Linked DNA regions of Rattus norvegicus: region 2 is linked to region 1. A link is a contact called in public Hi-C data. All regions are on one chromosome and are shown on one strand. Each heading gives the region's core, a stretch centred on a gene start, on an enhancer-like site or on the middle of the called end of the contact. The rest is flanking DNA. Distances are from core to core; before and after follow the strand shown.

Region 1 (2,515 bases), core at 6-2,505:
TTTTTTCGGAGCTGGGGACCGAACCCAGGGCCTTGCGCTTCCTAGGTAAGCGCTCTACCACTGAGCTAAATCCCCAGCCCCTAGAAGCGCTATTCTTATCAACACTTTATAATAGATTTTTTACACTACTACCATTTGTAACTATTACAGTTTGAGTGGATAGTGAAATCTCATTGACACACAGTGAGAAGTGGACAGGAGGAAGCAGCCCTTCCGAGAACCTCACTGCTGTCTCCCCAGTCCAGTTAAAAAGGTCCTTTCTTTTTTTACTACCACTGAGGATTAACTTTAGCACAGCAGAGGTAAACACGCTGTGGTGTTGGCTGAATCCCAGGGGGACTGCCTGCTTTTAGTATTTAAAATGCCTCAGGGTATTCCGTCTCTTGTCGTACAGACCAATTCATTAGAGTCACATAGTAGACTTTCTTAATCTTTGTTGAAGTTTCCCCTTGCAGGATGTGAAGTGGAGTGGGAAGCAAGTACACTCTACCCGCAGCGAGGCTGCTTACAGAACGAATGAGTGTTAAGCTCTCTTAGTAGTTCACGACTTAAAGAAGCACCTTTCTGGCTTCATCCATTTTGGTGATGGAAAAGCTCAACTTGTAGCCTGTAGGTTCTGCTGTTTATACTCTACTGTGTGGCCACATCCCATATATTTAATGTGTAATTTATGACACGATCAGCAATATCTTTGTTTCCAAATGGCAAGTTTAAAAGTAGTAATGAGAATCAGAATGTGGCTGACTTTTCAAAATTATGCATCATACAGAGAAAAACTTGAAAGTACAAATTTTAAATCTCATAAAAGCTAATCAAATTTAGTAGTATACGTACTCCCTCTGCATCTGAATTTCATAAGCCCTAGGATTGCTGACTGCCTGAGGAGTCTGTTTCCCACCCTCAAGCATACATTCCTTCGCCCACTCGCCCACTAGGGAAGAGACTTCCAGAGGAGCCTGGAGATTGCCCCAGCCATCCTCTGGCTTCCCAGTCAATGACCAGCTTGTCTTACTCTCAGGTGACCGAAGAGTCCACAGCATTTCTCATTGTCCTATGTGTGAAATAGAAATGGCAGAGTGAAAGTTGACTGGTGACACAGCCTGTGTTAAGAAAAAGTGAATGGTGTTTTCCCAAGAGAAACAAAGTGACTTCCGCCAGGAGGGATTCCCTCCCCTTCACCCCCATACTGTCAGTGCTGAGTTAGGGTTGAGTTACTTCTTACTTTCCATGTTCCTGCTGTCTTACTCACAAGTGCTTTTTGGACGTTAGTGTTTCACTTTCTCTTCTGTAGCCATGGTCCCGTCCTGGTCCCTGGCAGAGCCTTCCAACACAGTTTGACTCATGGTGCACACAAGTTCAAGAGTTAATGAAATGTGTTTGATTAATTTATTACAGAGTGCTGCCTCAAGTTAAAACAGTTTTGCTCTGTGGAAAATTCTTTCTGTTCAAAAGAAGGTCCTTATTTCTAAGAGCAGAGCTCTGATTTTAATTAAATAAAGAGCATTTTCTGCAATTTTTTTCTAAAAGCTTAAGACTAATTTCTATGGTTACTAGGGATATAAATCTCTAGATTGCTTTAAAACAAAGATTTGTGTTCAGGAGAGAGTTGACAGCTCCCTTTAAGAGAAGCTATTACTTAATTTTACTTTCCTAAGTTTAAACACATAAAAATATTTGTAATGATACCCCAAAGGCATCATAAAAATGTAAAATAATTGTACTCTAAAATATCTAAAATTACAGGAAATAGACCTCATTTTAAAAAATGAACTAGGATTCATGACTAGGGAACTAGGGTGTGACACACTTCAAAACCAGTCTTTTGTTAGAAGGCTTTTTTTAATTATTAAAAAACATTTTGTTAATTGTACAGACTTTAAAATATGTCAGTTCAGTTAGGAAATAATTTTGTTACTTTTAATTTTTTCTACTGTGTGGATGCCTTCAGTCTCCTGCGAAAGAAGTCATCCGTGTGTAGAGTTATGTGGGAGCTCTGGGTTTGTGTCTGTGACTCCGAATTAGCCTATTCTAAGTATCGTTCACAAAAGGCCCATGCTATGGGCACCAACACTGCTGGCACATTACTCTTCCAAGGCGTTCTTTCTCTTTCAGTGCATAGTGGGAGCTAATAAACGGTTCAGCTTAGAGGTGTGTTCTATTTTAATAAGCACTCTATGAAATATTTGGTAGAAAGACTGCAAAAACATTTTCCACTTTTTAATAAATAAAGCTAATCTTTCCCTTCTTTCCCATGTGATGTTGTGGTTTTTCTTTTGCTGTTTTTGTTTACCAAAATGTTAGCTGGGCCATATATAATAAAACACCCCCATTTCATTAAGAAAGCAACATATGTCTTACACAGTGTTTATGCTAAAGACTAGATGTTCTGTGCAAGACGATCCTGGGCCAGGAATGCTTTGCATTAGCTTCCATTTATATTTTCACAGCAGAATGGGGGAAAGAAATGCCGGACCCTCTTTTTTTCTTTTTTCTTTTTTAAAGAGACAAGAAAATG
Region 2 (2,515 bases), core at 5-2,504, 41 kb before region 1:
CCATGGGGGTCACACTCCTGGACAAGAAAACTCCAGGCAACTATGGCTGCTGAGAGAGGAAGAGTTAGCCTATCCCTCTAATTGGTTGTCCAATACGAAATGATAATCCCTGAAATCATACACACATAAACAGTTTCAGCAGATTGTGCTTGCATAGCCATGGATACTTACATATATATGCAACAATTACAATTAAGGAAGAAGAGGCTATAAATTTGAGACTGAGTTGGGAGACATGGAAGAAATCAGAGGGAGAGGATTGGAGGCTGGAGAGAGAAAAGGGAAGGAGAGAAAGTGGCATAATTGTATTTTTAATTAAAGGTGTACACAAAATAAAATAAACCATGAACAAAGCGTCCAGAAAAATTTTATTAGCTGACTTTAGTCAAGTTAAGTAACTCTCTTCTTTTCAATTTCCTCCTTTCTCTATAATAACTATGACTCAAGAGAGCGCTTTTCAAAACTACTTATTTAGGAGGAACATAACACAGTTATCATCAAGCTCAGTATGCTTCACTTTTCTCTGGCTCTCATAACTTCCTGCTCTCCATATCCCCCCGCTCAGGGATCTCTGCTCTAAGCCTCTTCTACACCATAAGTAAAAAAGACTGAGGACAATAATATTATCATCAACTGCAGCATTTACGGGCTGCGTAGTAAGAGTTAAACAACATGAGAATGCGCATTCTGTTTAATTTTCTGTGCATTCTAGGAAGGTGCTAGCTTCACTTTACCGAACTGGCTGAAGGTTTAAGAAGAGAGCCCTCTGGACTCTACCTCTATACACTTACCCTTTCCTAGTACAAGCACCCAGACGGTCATAGTTCATTGCTTCTTAAGTGGATCCCTAGACGACATAGGTCAAAGGTGTTAACACTCCCCACCTGTCAACCAAACCTCACGCCTGTCTTCTAAAGAATCATACGTGAGCGATCTTTCTAGTTTCCTGATGCTTCCGTTCCTGAAGCCCAGTTTTAGAAACCCTGTGAAACTTCCAAGCGTCTGACCCCGCTGAAGTTTGCAGTGAGGAGAAAGAGGTGCTGATGCACTGCGGGTAGCTGTCTGGAACGGAGATTCCCTGCGCTGGGCCGAGGCCGGAACCTTTCTCTACTCGACGCAGTACACGGGCTGAGAGCGGAACCTTCCTTTTCTGCTCACAGTTCCCAGGCGGAAGCGAAATCGGAACGTCCCTCAGCGACCGAGCTCTTGCTGGGGTCGCTTGCTGCTGACGTGTGCCGACCGGCTTCGGGCCGCGGCGCGGGTCGCTATGGCGGTGGACATCACACTGCTCTTCAGGGCTAGCGTCAAGACAGTGAAGACGCGGAATAAGGCTCTTGGAGTGGCCGTGGGTGGTGGAGCCGATGGCAGCCGAGACGAGCTGTTCCGCAGAAGCCCTCGGCCCAAGGGAGACTTCTCCAGCCGGGCCCGTGAAGTGGTAAGCTGGTTGCTATGGGAACGACTGGTGGGAGTCAGGGGCGGATCTGCAACCGCGGACCCTGCACCCCTAACTGGGCCCTGCCTCGTTAGCTCTTGGTGAAGTGAGGGAGTCTCTAGCAAGACAGAAGAGTCGGTCTCACGAAGCCAACAGCTGGCTCGGGGTGGCGACAGGTTTATTCTCACGAAGAGGGACGCATATCTGGGCACTGAAGGAAGCAAGTTTTGAAGAGGCTCTTGGATGTCCTTGAACTCAGGCTAACTTTTAGAGGCAGTGAGTTCGCCGTGGCTGCTGATTTGAGTGCCTTGGAAGAGTTCCCACAGTCTTACGCTTCCTGTATTAAAACTCACCACTCTCTCCGCTTGCCCTTTCATGTGTGTGTTTGGACCTCCTCTTGTGCATAGGGTTTAATAAAAATCTACGCTCAGCAGAACTCTCCTTTGTCCTTGCCTCCAGGAATAGGTAGAACTCAGTACCTCCAGAAACTGGTTTAGGATATCACCAGTGTAGGGTAAAAGCTTTTTCCTTCAGAACTGCAACACTTAAGCAACACCTAGTGTTGTAACTGTCCTCTAAACTGCTTTCTGTTCTCTGGACACAACCGGCTTTTGTGTCCCCCAACATAGGAACCTTCTCCATAAGGGTAGGAACATGTTGACATTATTTCTATATGTGTGACTGAAAACATTGCTTAGTAAATATTCCTTGGATGGATGGATGGATGGATGGATGGATGGATAAACAAATGAATAGATATTGTTTCCACTAAACAGGGAAAAGGAGATTGTTTGCAAAAGGAGATTGTTTGCAAAAGGAGATTGTTTGCATTATATCCCTTTGTATCTTTGACACTAAGGGTAAATGTTATTTTTGTTGCACCAGGAGGCATATACAGTCTGTTCTTTTAAAGACACACACACACACACACACACACACACACACACACACACACACACAGAGTGGTCCAAAGCATTGAAAGGTACAAGTCAAGGGAACCTAAACTTTAAGTATAATTAGTTTTCCAGTAAGCTCACCTCTGCTTGGCACATAATCCATTGCTTGATACTTCTCTTTTTGAGA

The links. A called contact is a pair of places that touch in the nucleus more often than the background predicts.
Region 2: a contact with region 1 is called in a Hi-C map of liver, with 2.5 times the contacts expected there. The contact joins the promoter of Stx18 here to the enhancer-like site in region 1. A contact is called at or near these places in 5 of 12 Hi-C or Micro-C datasets (Schwann cells, frontal cortex, hepatocytes and 1 more).

Annotation. Positions count from the first base shown.
Region 1 is chr14:76,931,676-76,934,190 of GRCr8, reverse strand. All of the region lies in intron 1 of Stx18 (syntaxin 18), which reads left to right. Among named protein-coding and RNA genes, the nearest start is that of Stx18, 41 kb to the left of the region's middle. Within about 2 kb of position 1,255, at least 9 of the 93 cell types and tissues checked have an H3K27ac peak or open chromatin away from gene starts, as enhancers often do. A contact at or near this core is called in liver, where this site is marked.
Region 2 is chr14:76,972,465-76,974,979 of GRCr8, reverse strand. It overlaps Stx18 (syntaxin 18), which reads left to right and starts at 1,254. Exons shown (of 11, transcript NM_001012151.1): 1 at 1,254-1,435. The coding sequence starts at 1,268.